Linked DNA regions of Mus musculus: all the other regions are linked to region 3. A link is a contact called in public HiChIP or PLAC-seq and promoter capture Hi-C data. All regions are on one chromosome and are shown on one strand. Each heading gives the region's core, a stretch centred on a gene start, on an enhancer-like site or on the middle of the called end of the contact. The rest is flanking DNA. Distances are from core to core; before and after follow the strand shown.

Region 1 (4,440 bases), core at 1,724-4,223, 590 kb after region 3:
TAGCATCACAGGGCATGAAATCTGCATGTAACTGACAATGGCCACCAGCGGCTATTCTCTGTGTCTGCACAAACTCCAAGGACTGAGAGCAGTGAACTGCGTGCCCATCCCCCAAGTCTCTGTAGACCCACTCAAGGGAATTACAGAGCAAACACTCGCTGCTTCCCACAGGTAGCAGGCAAACTCCTCATTCACTACCCTGTGCCCCGACCCCCTGCCATTTGGGCCTCACACTGCCTCTGGGAGAAGCCCACTTACAAGGTAACTCTGGACCTGTAAGATGCATTATATCCAGGAATCTTCATTACCTCCTATGCAGAAGCAGACACTAGCCTCATAACAGATGCGGAAACCTAGGTTCGGGAAGGTTATATGTACTGCCTAAATCCCACAACAAGTAACCATGGAGACTAGGATTTGAACCCAAGCCCACCTGACCTGCAAGTGAGGGTCTTTTCCCTTCTTGCGTTTGTTATCTCACCTCAGCTCCCCTCCCTGGTCTTTTCTGCCTCATTTTCATGTTGCCTTTAAGACGTCCATCCCCACCTTTCCTTCACTGACACACTGCATTCCTGATACTGTACAGTCATGCATGTACAGTCATGCATGTACTGGGCTTTCCCCTCAGCTGGCACTGATGTTCACCAACCCCCAGGCTGCAAGCCTTGCCCAGTTCTCTGTGGCTGTTGCTAAGGCCCTAGTCAGTTTGTTTCCAAGGGCCTCTGTGTTCAGACTATCTCTAACTAACCGCAGCACTCAACCCCTATGGGTCCCGCCAGGGCCCTCCACGGTGTTATGACTTCCTCAGAGCTCAGGAAACCATCCCCTGGGCACTGCTGACCGGAGGAGAGGAGAGGTAGGCTCCGTGTGCTTACCCTGTAGAAGATGGGGAGTGAGTCCCAAGTGTAGGGGTAGGCGAAGGCCAGGACCCGGAGTAGCTTGCAGAGCCGGGGCTTCTGGAGTTCAAGAAACCTGCAGCCAGGGAGGATGGAAGCTTTTCAGGACCTCACACATATGCCCACGGGTCATCAACAGAGGACAAGTACTTTCACATACTGTACAGTCATGCATGGACTAGGACCATGGACCACAGCTTCTCACGAGCCTTTCTCATCCCTCCTACACTGGTGGAAATGACAAGACCTCAGCGAAGAAGGAGAAACTTGCTCTAAGAACATGAAACGTAATGGTAGGCAAACCAGGATGAGGACAGAGGGGATCAAACAGCAGAGAAGTTTTAGAAGGTGGACACCACAGAGACAGGAAGTGGCCTCAAGCACAAACCCCAGGTCTCACATTCTACAGAAACAGAGATGAACCCAAGCAACTGGAACCACCCAGGTGATGGCCACACAAAGACCTGGATTCAAGGAGGTGCTGGATAATCCAGAGGAGTTTCTAAAATATTTATGCCATGCACAAGAACACCGGCCTGGGGAGAGTGACTATGCAGAGGGTCTGTCTTTCCCTCTTCCCCAAGCTGTCCCACTACCCTCCAATGCAAAGACAGAATCCAAAAGGAATCCATTGCGCTTACTGTTTAGAAGCAAGAGACAGGAACTTTCTAGACTGGTCACCACTGGGGACCTAGAGAGGGGCAATAGCTTTAGACCTTCAGCAGTACAGACACTCAGGCTGGCTACCAGGAGGTCAGGATTTAGCAGGGAGACCCCATACAAAACTGCAGCTCTGGGGCTGTAGATGTAGCTCAGCTAGTAGAGTACCAGGATAGCATGCAGGAAGCCTTGGATTCCATCCTCGGTGCTCATAAGCCAGACATGGTGACACTTGCCTGTGAGTCCAACACTCAGAGGTCAAGGCAGGTGGATCAGAAGTTCACGGTCATTTTTAAAAAAGATTTATTTTATTTATATGAGTGCCATCTCTTCAGACTCCTCAAGGTCATTTTAAATATATTTTATATCGTGAATTTGAAGTCAGCCTCGTCTATAGGAGACCCTGAGTTCAAAAACCAAAACAAGGGCTGTAGAGATGGCTCAGTGGTTAAGAGCATTGACTACTCTTCCAAAGGTCCTGAGTTTAATTCCCAGCAATCACATGGTGGCTCGCAACCATCTGTAATGGAATATGATGCCCTCTTCTGGTATGTCTGAAAGTGGCTACAGTGTACTCATATACATAAATAAATAAATGAAACAAACAAAAACCAAACCCAATTACCTTCATGATTACACTACAACACTGGGGAAGAGGCGGATGCACTGTGGCTCCACAGGGACACCCCAGATTCCAGTACAGGCTGGACACATCAGGATCGCGCTGCCCTGGCAGGTTGCCTCTAAAGCTGTGTCTGACCTGTCCCTCCCTCATAGTGTTGTTATAAGGACTTGAAGAAAAGAGGCACCACGGCCCTTAGAGTCACACACAGCCCAGCTACTAAACAGTTGCTATGAAAACAAACCCCTCCCCTCTCATCACAGCTATGTTGGAGCAGAAGGTAAGAGCAAGAGAGGACAGGTTCTGGGTGGAGGGTCTAAGGAGGAGCTGAGAACAGACACAGCTAGGATTTGGCCCAAGTGCCCCTGCCTGCCCCTGCCAGGCCCAGCCTCAGTCTTTCTTCCCCCAGGGGCCCATAACCCCAGCAGAAGCTGTCCAACCACAGCAGTGCGGTTATGTATCTGCAGTGCCTGGGCCGGGCTTACTCCTAAAAGAGTGCTCCTTGTGGCTGGCCACTTACACGCAAAGAAAATCGGGCTCTGACTTGTGGAGGGCTGTGCCCCAAAGCATGGTTTCCTGTGACTTGTCACCAGGCCTGAAAAAGTACTTCCCCAGGAGGCAAATGAATCAGCCTCTCCAGCAGCAAAGCTGGGTCTGCAGGGGACAAAAAGTAGAAGAAGCAAAATAGAAACAGAGGCAAAAAAAAAAAATCCAAACCACAGAAGAGGGGGGGCCACTCCCAAGGTGCAATTCCACATCTAGCCACAGGATGTCACCACAGCCAGAGATTCCTGGAGGTAGCAGCCCTGGCCCAAGATGCCTCCAAAGCACTGCCAAGCACAGCTGGTTTACAGGCCTGAGGACTGAGAACTCTGCCCATTGAGTCAGTAATCCTAAGACAACCTGTGTGTCTAAATGAGTGCCATTGAGCCACTGACATGACCTGCTTCTCTTGCTCTCTGTCCTGCTCCATAGAGCAGTAAGCTGTGTGTGTGTGTGTGTGTGTGTGTGTGTGTGTGTGTGTGTGTGTGTGTGTGCGCGCGCGCCTTTCCTATTCCTGGAACCCTCTGAGGGCACAACCTTACTCCACCCACAGTGCCAGACTTTTCACATGGGTCCCAGAGCCCAGGCAGCCTTTGAGGAATGTTGGTTAGGTGAATGGGCACAGTAGCCCAGATGTACTCTCAGGATCAGCAGAAACAAAGTACGTCGTTGTCAAGGAGAGGAAGCCCCAAACATGGGGTCACAAGACATTCCTGGGTCTGTGCCACATGTCTTCATCCAAATACTGCAGGCATGCTAAATATACAGCATCCACCGTGGACCTGCATGGTCAGGGTGGGGTGTGGGGGAACTCTGGACTAGAATAAAGCAATGTATCCTGGTGGTAACAGGTAGCCAGGAGCTTTAAAAACTTAATTTAAAAGGCTGCAAACATCCCAATAGGCTGCACTCTGTGCTCTTGGGAAAGAAGTCTTGACCCACAGATCGTAGGGACTGCATCTTTCACACCCATGCGCCATCTCTACCCCTACTAAGCACAACATTTGCTCTCTCTGGCCCCCAGTTCTGAATACCAGAGCCATGAGGAGCTAAGGGACCAACTACATAGGGACAATAACTGACCCAAAGACCAGATGCAGGGTCTACCCAGGAGCCCAGGCAGCCAGAGGAAAGGCCACCCAGGCACACTGCACCTCTGTGCTGTGAATATGCCTCTGACCAAGTATTCACCTCGCTTCACCATGGCACAGACGCTGTATACTACACAGTTTAACGCCTCCTGGAATTAGAAGGACCCAGTGATCCAGGAGCAGAGACTTTATTTCCTGGCTCTACAGGTAGATTCAAGCTCCATCCAGCTTTCATGGAATTCTGTGATTTCCAAGAAAATCAGAGAGTCTTTCCGCATCTTCCAAGAATATGAGAGAGCAGTTCCCCAGGGATGATGCTACAGAAAATTCAGTGGGGCACACCAAGCAAGACACTTTGACTCCCAGGGAGAGCAAACTATGCCTGCCTCTAGTCCTTCCCAAAAATTCCGGCAAAAGGAGGAAAACCTGGGTAAACCTATCGGATGCTGCAGAAAAATCTTACCCCCCCCCCCCATAAAAAGAAAGAAAGACACAATTTGGCAGGTTCCCCACAACCTGGGTGTCACTCAGAGCAAACTAGAACCAAGACCATACCAAAGAGGAAGCCCTTACTATGCCTGCTTCTCCCTGGAGAGGGGACAGTACAGTTGGGGGTACAGAGGACACA
Region 2 (4,341 bases), core at 1,125-3,624, 570 kb after region 3:
TCTCAGTCTGTAGGCCAAGGTGGACTGGAGCTCTCAGCAATCTGCCTGCTAGTCTCCAGGATGCTGGGACTCTAGGCAAGCACCTCTGTGAATGTTCAGCACACACTTGACTTTCCATTTAAGTTCTGTTTATTCGCCTACAAACATAAATTCCTGAGTCACAAAAAACAAATCTACAGCTCAGAATGATCAAATGCAAAGGTGCATTAAATCAAAATAAGTTTAGGTTAAAATATTAAACTGAACCGTAATCTCTTCACTGTTGTGCACAAATAAAATTGCAACAACATAAAAATCTCTCTGAATAGCTGAAAAAGCCATTAAATTCTTTAGAGTTGGGTGTTATTTCCAACAGCCAGCTCAGGTGGGCATGGTAGCTCACTTTGTAATCACAGCATCTGGAGGGTAGAGGACCTCATTTGGGGAAACCCTGTATAGCTGTGTTCACAGCAGGTGGTACAGTTGGGAGCCAGAGACCCTCTGCAGTGGCAGTGGGGGGATGGAGGGGATATTCAGAAACTTCTTTTCAGGAAGAGGTACTAACTAAATCCAGTTATTCTGCACTAGTCTCTATGAACTTTGAGTACGTGTCAGTTACCACACACAGGTGGGAGAGGGCTAAGACTTGAGGAAAAAGTCCCCACCCATCCCCACCCCAAAGAGTAGAACCTGCTGGGAGAGACCATTTAACCTTTCAAATCTAATTAGTGATAGTAGGTTTGCAGTCAACAACTAAAGAGTCCCTTTACAGAAAGCAAACTTCCCAGCTAAACCCAGCTTTATACAATTCAGTGCATCGGTTTAACTGCGTGCTCTTTAACCCGACTTTCATATTGCTTTCCTCCCCTTTCAAGCACACACATACAAGAAGTGGACTAAAGAAAGAAAATACACACACACACACACACACACACACACACCTTACCCCCACTGGATCTTTAAGGTTTGTCTGAGATCCTTTTTTTATTACAGGTTTTCTGACCGTCTTAGCCTTCCTGGTTAAAAAGAGAAAAAAAAGCCATAAATTCAACACTAACATAGAAGACATCACAAATTCTAACAATGAACTTCCTAAGGCTTAAAAAAATCATTTCCCAGCAATCTCAAATACCGCACAGCAAATAACATGTATATAAACAATAAACTGTACTCGAGAAATGTGGTATATGTAATTTAACTCATTAAAATTTCAATTGGGAAAATACACTTTTGATACCATTAGTACTCAGTGGAACTTTTGTTTGTATTTTTTTTAAGTGTTGGAGTGCAAATTCAGAGATTTGCTCATGCTATGTAGGAAGATTAGATTATTCACAATGCTGAAATGTCTTGCTATTTTAAGTAAACAATATAAAAAATTATTTTATTTCAACATTCTCTATCATTTAACTTTTTTTTCCTTTCTCGTTTATAGGCTACAAGAATATTTAACACAAATTAAACCAAAAGACTCGTTTAGACTGTAGATTATTAAAGTACTTTTCTCAATAGAGTCACACGTAAACTAGAAGCAAACCAGAGTCCAGCGATATACTAGGGTAGGTATCCTTAAGTAAATATAAAGACTGACGTTTCCTCATTTTAAAAAGTTCCGTTTTTTTTTTTTTTCGTGTGTGTGCGTGTGAAAGTAACGATTTCTAAAGCCAGCCCTCCTTCGCAGTAAAAGTGTAACCAGGATGTGGCTCTCCTGAAGAGTCTAGGAATACTGAGGAATGTGGGCGTGGGAGATAGAGTAGGCGTGTGGGATGGCCTGGGGACAAAGATAGCGCAAGGTGGCGGAGCTGCAGAAGGACCCTGACCTCAAGGCTAGAACTAGGGAAGGGATGCCGACGGAGCTGTGGAGGCTCAACTCCCCCAAAGTGCCAGCGCGCACCCCGGCTGCGCGCCGCCCGGGGTCCCCAGACCTGCCACCTGCGCAGCGGGCGGGGAGGAAGGAAGCTGGGGAGGGATGGGCAGCCCAAAGGATGGCAACCCGAGGAGGTGGTGGCAGACAGCCCCGGATTCGGAGGCAGCCTTCGCGGGCTCAGAGGACTGGGAGGGCGCCGGCACACCAGGGTCGCCAGCCACCAGAACTCTGCAGTGCGGAGCTTCGGCCTACACTGTACTACGGACTCAGCTCCCGGGCAGTCCCCAGTCTCAGCGTGAGGAGGGCGGCGACCCCCACGCAGTCCTCCCACCAGTACTCACGCTGACTTCATGACCGCAGGCTCCGTGCTATCCTGACGCGCGCGCGGGACGTCGGGCTCCGACAGGAGCAAGGCTGGCGGGAACTAAGCCGAGCAAACCACGGCCGCGGGGACCAGGACTCAATCTGAGGAGAGCCCGGCGGCGACGCTGCAAGCCCAAGTGTGCGCCCGCCCGGCGCATTTCAAACAGGCCAATCAGCGGCCGCCTGCGGCGAAGGGGCGGGGCCTCGGGGAGCGCTGGCACGGCCAGCAGGGGCGCTCGTCTCCTTGGCAACCCAAGGGCGCCAGCCGGAGGCTGAGGAGGGCAGCGCTGGAGAAAAACCTGAGAGGGGAAATCCCGGCCCTTCCGCCCTTCCGTTCTGACGCAGAAGCTGAGATCTCCCAGTCTTTGTCCTGAGAACCTCTAAGGAAGTAAAGCCTTGGTCGGGCATGTTCTAATTTCAGGCTGGCCGCTGGCTACCACATCATCTTATTCATTTTATTGTATTTATATTTTATTTTTACCTTTACTTTTAGTTCTACGTTTACATTTTATCTTACTTTTGATATTTATTTTGAGACGAGAGTATCTTGTATCCCAGGCTGGCCTCACACTTACAGTGAGGACCCCAGAATGATCTTGAAGACTATACCAACTTGGCAGACAACCTGTTGTAAGTTCCTTTCTCTGGATTCTCCAGTTCTCTCTCTCTCTCTCTCTCTCTCTCTCTCTCTCTCTCTGTGTGTGTGTGTGTGTGTGTGTGTGTGTGTGTGTGTGTGTGTGTTTCATGGTGCTAGTGATCAAACCTAGAGCCTCACAATGTTAGGCAAAGGTGATACCACTAAGCCACACATCCTTAACCTTCAAATTCTTGATTTTGATGTTTCCTGGATATACAGAGATGCATAAAATCTACCCACTGCCCTTGTGCAACCACCGTTTACCCTTTGCCTTCTACAAGTTGATTCTTTCTCATTTAATCCCAGCCCCCATGCTGACGATTCCCCAGGGATGTAGCCACACCTGCGTTCTGTGACTCAAGCTCCACTTAGAACTTCCTTTAGGGCCAGCACTGATAAGGATAGCCAGTTTAATATCCATAGTTAATGTCCATATTACTGGACATTAGTCTTTCCAATATTTACTGTTGCAAACTGCTTCGATGAATAAACCTGAAAATGCATCCATGGATAAATTTCCAGAAGCAGATAGAAAGCTACCAGGCTTTGCCACCATCACTTTCCAAAACCGATCCATTTGACTGCACTCTCACCTATAAGTCACAGGTCTGGGAGAGCCCTAGGGTGGGTCATCGCCCTTTGCTTGAGACCCTCAGTGGGGCCCTGAGGCTAGTCTTCCTGTTCAGTTGCGTCACCTCTCACCTGTCCCAAGCCCAACGCTCATGCGTGGAACGTTTCTGCCCCCACACTCGAGTCTCTCTGCTGTCTCTCAGCCTTCCTTTCCTCGGAGAATGCCTCACCTTCTCTGGATCCCAGAGCCCCTGCCGCCCCTCACTGCACCGTTGATTTCAGCATCACCCCACGCGGTGCCCGGCCCCTGTTTACGGAGTCCTCTCCCAGCGTATCCTCTTCAGCCTCGCTAGATGGCACTGTTGCACGCTCGGTGCTTACCACTATGGGCATGGCCCTAAGCGTTGAAAGCGGTGGAGGCTCTCACTGAAGGACACTGGAGGGGCTCTCCCATGCTCCATCTGTAGCTTTGACTCATGCTGGGTTTTCTCTCTCTTGCTCCTGTCCATCCATAGTAAGGCTCTCTAACTCATTCGTTTTCTTTTCTTTTCTTTTTTCTTTCTTTCTTTCTTTTTTTTTTTTTTTTTTTTGGTTTTTGGTTTTTCGAGGCAGGGTTACTCTGTGTAGCCCTGGCTGTCCTGGAACTCACTCTGTAGACCAGGCTGGCCTCAGAAATTCACCTGTCTCTGCCTCCCAAGTGCTGGGATTAAAGGTGTGCACCACGCCCACCCTCCTACATGCCCTTTCTAACCACCCCCCCCCCCCCCCCCCCCGCTTAAAAAAAAGACAAAGGAAAAAAAGAGAGAGGGGGGGAGAAACTCACACACACACAGAAATCCACAAAAACACAAACTGGAGACCATCATATACACATAAAAGCTCAATAAAACAAACAAAAAATAACACACAAAAGTCCAATATGCCT
Region 3 (4,122 bases), core at 1,585-4,084:
GCATCCATCACGCTCATCATCCGTGTGGCAGGCCGGGTGCTGGCGCCTGGGTTCACAGGAGAACTCAATGTGAAGTCTGCCTTGCACTAGCTCACGCTGACTAGTGGGGTCCTTGGGAGCATCACTGCCCTGGCAGGAGACGCGGAGACCAGAGACAGAGCTGCGGCGCTTTTCTGTACACAGTCCGCATAGACAGGACCTGAAAGCCCAAGGCATCGGCGGCCGCCAGGAGGAGGGCGCCGTCCGACCCAGTCCGGAGGGAGACGGAGGAGAGAGAGGCCGAGTAAGGCGCCTTGGCTTGGGCATCTTGAAGGCATTGTGTTTAATAAATCTGGGCGAAAAGCACACCCGCTCTTCTCCCCCCCCCCTTTTCTCGGCTCCCAAATCAAGACCTGCTGTACGACCCCCAGTTTAAGGGGTCTTAAAACCCCTGCACTTTGATTAGCAGCTTCAAAGAGATCCCTTTAAAGTTCCCCTTCTTCCCCAACCTCACCTCTCCTCGACACCCATCCCCCCCCAGCACTCCTAAGACCAGAACAACAACAACAAAACTAAATGCAAGTTTAAAGGGGGGCGGTGGAGATGGAAAATCTCAGACTTCCTCCTGAACGCGGCCCATAGAAATTACCTATTTCAGACGTGCGCAGGAGTAGGAACACCGTGGAGTTTGGGTTTTGATTTTCTTCCTTTTTTTTCTTTCTTTCTTTCCTTTTTCTTCTTCTTTTTTTTTTCTTCAGGGTTTGTGTGTGTTTTTACCTTTTATTATTTAAATTGATACGTTTCATTACTAGGGAGAAAAATAAAATATTCCTTTGATACACAAAATCAAATTGATATTTAGCCTCTGCTTACTTTTTTATGCATGGCTCCTTTATACCACATGGTAGTGACAGATTGTTTGAGCTGGAAGGAAAAGCCATTCAAAGCTAATTAAGCAGCCATTCCAAGCACTATTTGCAAGCGGGAGGCTCAGAAGCCTCGGCATTTGTCAGCGCTCCCCCACCCCTCGTGGTTTTGACTGACAGCTCTGGCTAAGGACTGACAGCTCTCGGAATCTCCACCAATTACTAGTCGAGAGTCTCTTTGCTGGTCTGTGATTGGGTTTTAGACTTGCTCGGGGGCGTGGCCGGCGCGCCCCACGTGGGGGCTGGAGCGAGAAAGGGGCGGGCCGGGTAGGAAGCGGGTGCGCCCACCCGTGACGTAAGGGGGAGGGCAGAGAAGGGGGAGGGGAGAGGGAAGCTCCAAAGAGGAGCCATTTTGAGACTAATGGATGCTTTGGCCAGATGCTCGCATCTGTCGAGCTAGGCTTCTCCCTGCCCCCTCCCCCTTTTCGGTGCGCATCGTACACGATTTATGTTTTTATTTAGGAGAATAAATAAATGAAGAGGGGAGCGTGGTCGAGGCCGGAGCGGGCGCTGAGAGGCTCCATCTCGGGGCGGCCGCTCACGTGGAGGTCCCCGCGCGCTCCCAGCTACTCATTAAGATGCAAACGCGAAACTCAGGCTCCTAATGAGGGGAAAATATAGATTCCGGGGGCGCGCGGCCGGCTCGCGCGCGCCCGCAACGGGCCAGGAGCGTGTGCTTGCGTGCAAGCTTGGTGGGAAAGCCGGGAGGGACCCGAGGACACCTGGGCGGCCCACTCGGCGTTGGTTCTCCGAGGCCGGCGGACCTAGGGTGGGCAGTGTGCCCTGACGTGACCCTTGTCTGCGAGCAGATGGGCCCCAGAGTCGAATATCTACGCCTCCTTGGGTGTCTATGCTGGTGACCAGGGACGCTCCAGGCTCGCAGTCGCTCTTCCACGGGTGGCTGCCGATGCATGTGCCCAGGCAGGCCATCAGGCCAAGAAACGGGGTCGGAACTCTGGGTCGTAGCCAGGAGGGCCCCAACTCCGTGCTTTCCCTTCTTCACCATCTCGGGCCCGGAGCACTGCTGAGGAACCCGCCTTGGCAAGGCTGCGGCCAGGACGTAGCTGTCCCCAAAGGGCAAGAGCCCCAAATGGGGCTAGCCGCACTACTGAGCCTGTTGTCCGCAGACTGCCAGGCCCTTCCATCTGCGCGGCCCGCCAAGCCAGAGTTCTCAGACTTCCCCCTCGCCGGCAGCCGCCTTGCATCAGAGGCGCTGTTTATTTGGCTTTCTGAAAAGAAGGGCGAATGAACAAAGGAGAAAAGCGGGGCGCCCAAGGGTGGGAGAGGGGGCAGAAACGGATAAAAGAAAGAGAAACTCAGTTTGGAGAACAGTCTTAGAGGTCGGAGGTAACTTTGGGTGCCAGCATTTTATCGGTCCTAAATCTTTTGAAGTGAAAACATTAAACTGACAAAGTGATTCTGTTTGTTTTATAGTATCTAATTGGGCTGCTTTGCAACCCTAATGAGATTAGAGGGGGGCAATCGTTCGCCGCCTCTGCAGAATCAACTGATCCATTACTACCAGCCACAGGTTTTAAGGATTGTACAGCTTGTCCTTTTTTCCCCCCCTTTTGTTGTTACTCGTTTTCTCCTTCTCCCCTCCCGCCAAATAATTATTTGCTAGTAGATCGTGGGAAAAAAAGAAGAAAAAAAACCTAGCAGCCCAGGACTATAATATATATCTATTTATTATATGTCTTTCGGTTAATTCCTGATGTGAGGAGCGCTGTTTTTCACTCCCAAGCGAAAGTCACCAGCGGGTAGGGCCTGATTGCTACTTTTCATGCATAGTTTTAGACACAAGAGGGCATTGTGACGTCGCGCCTGGCGGCGCCCAGTCGCAGTCCGAGTCCCGTGGCCCCACGTGGGAGCCTCGCACTCCCATTGGCCAACGCTAGGCGAAGCCGCCACATTATTTTGTTACTTTTCAGTCCCTATTTGGAACTGCTCTCGCGGCAGTTCAGACCTCGTGCTCGGCCCCCTTCGCCTGTCTGTGTGTGGTATCCGCAGGTCCGAGGCACTTTTTTTTTTTTTTGAGTGCGTGTACGTGTGTGTGTTGAGTGCGTGTGCTTGTGTGTTTTGGGGGTTTGTCGGGGCGCGGAGAGGAGAGCCAGGCTGGGAGGAAGGAAAGAAGCCGCAGAGCTCCCGGGCTCGGGCTACGTCTCCCCCTCCGGTGCTCTCCAGCCTGCGCGCTCCTAGGCGGCAGGACGCAGACCGCTCCTCGCCAGAGACGCGGCCGATCCACTTGAAAGCAGAGGACCCCTTCGCCGAGGCTTCCTATGCCGGCTGGAGTTAGGATGCCACGGCTCATTATTTGCACCGACTGAGCCCGGAGTTCCTCCTCGACCCTGGGAAGGGCTGGCGGCGGCGGCAGGAGCAGACGGAACAGCAGGCTCTCCTCTCCGAGGGGGGTGGGGGGGCGTCGAAGCGTCCTCGCTGGGCTCTAGCCCTCACCCACGGTCCTCAAGCCGTCACCTCGGTGGCCTGCTTCCTTTCTCTTCTCGCCGCGAGCTCCGGGCCCGACCGCCTCTGGGATCTGACCCGCGCGCCCCGGATGCTCCGGGCTGCCCAGACGCGCCCCCCTCCAGCCTCATCGTCCTGATTGACCCGTGAGGGGACAGGAGAATCCCCCTTCCCGCAAACCCCCGGCCTCGGGATTCCGCACTGGAGCCGCCAGGGAGCCGATGATGTCCACGCAGACCCGGCTTCTGACACTGTTCACGCAGCCGGGGGAAGGCGGCCGGCCGCAGCCGGCCGAGCCCTAGGCGCACAAAGCGCGAGCCCGCCGACGACTTTGCCGCTCGCTCCGCCGCTCTTTGTCTGCACTTGGGGCGCACGCCCGACTCTGGGATTTCGCTGCGAGAGCGGGCTGGGGGGGCCGGGGGCGAGCTCTCGGTTCCCCGGCCGCCCCCCGCTCGGGCTCGCCTCCCCCCTCCCCCGCACGTCCCCGGCTCGGGCTCTCAGCGCTTCCAAGCTCTCGGAATCGCGACCCCTCCCTGCCATGTATCCGCAAGGCAGACATCCGGTGAGTAATTGCAACTAGGCTTATTTAAGCATCTATCATGGCAGGGTAAACGAGGCAGTTTATCTAGCACCTCCATTTTGCTTGTTGCTACCTTTATGGTGCGCGCGCGTGTGTGCGCTCACACAAAGGGGCTGGGTGGGTGGGGGCGCCGTAGAGAGCCAAGGGTAATTGCGCTCGAGTGGCCCGGGCGGC

The links. Promoter capture Hi-C pulls out the DNA fragments that hold promoters and counts their contacts. HiChIP or PLAC-seq counts read pairs in DNA pulled down with a chosen protein or histone mark.
Region 1: an H3K4me3 HiChIP or PLAC-seq map of pro-B cells shows a contact between it and region 3, with 5 times the contacts expected there. The contact joins the enhancer-like site here to the promoter of Tle3 in region 3. A contact is called at or near these places in 1 of 39 promoter capture datasets (the C10 cell line), 2 of 115 datasets of contacts at active chromatin or transcription factors (bone marrow-derived macrophages and pro-B cells) and 1 of 9 other capture datasets (liver).
Region 2: a contact with region 3 is called in a promoter capture Hi-C map of erythroid cells, with 23 times the contacts expected there. The contact joins the promoter of Kif23 here to the promoter of Tle3 in region 3. A contact is called at or near these places in 3 of 39 promoter capture datasets (the C10 cell line, cranial neural crest and erythroid cells), 1 of 484 Hi-C or Micro-C datasets (embryonic stem cells), 7 of 115 datasets of contacts at active chromatin or transcription factors (bone marrow-derived macrophages, effector CD8 T cells, embryonic stem cells and 3 more) and 3 of 9 other capture datasets (adipose tissue, liver and pancreatic islet).

Annotation. Positions count from the first base shown.
Region 1 is chr9:61,962,853-61,967,292 of GRCm38.p6, forward strand. Paqr5 (progestin and adipoQ receptor family member V) reads right to left here. Exons shown (of 8, transcript NM_028748.2): 6 at 876-972. Among named protein-coding and RNA genes, the nearest start is that of Gm35152, 12 kb to the right of the region's middle. Within about 2 kb of position 2,974, at least 112 of the 459 cell types and tissues checked have an H3K27ac peak or open chromatin away from gene starts, as enhancers often do. A contact at or near this core is called in bone marrow-derived macrophages and pro-B cells, where this site is marked.
Region 2 is chr9:61,944,425-61,948,765 of GRCm38.p6, forward strand. Kif23 (kinesin family member 23) reads right to left here and starts at 2,375. Exons shown (of 23, transcript NM_024245.4): 1 at 2,188-2,375; 2 at 926-995. The coding sequence starts at 2,198.
Region 3 is chr9:61,369,532-61,373,653 of GRCm38.p6, forward strand. Tle3 (transducin-like enhancer of split 3) reads left to right here and starts at 2,835. Exons shown (of 20, transcript NM_009389.2): 1 at 2,835-3,930. The coding sequence starts at 3,907. It overlaps Gm34157 (a long non-coding RNA gene), which reads right to left and starts at 959. Exons shown (of 3, transcript XR_379512.3): 1 at 853-959; 2 at 629-756; 3 at 1-199.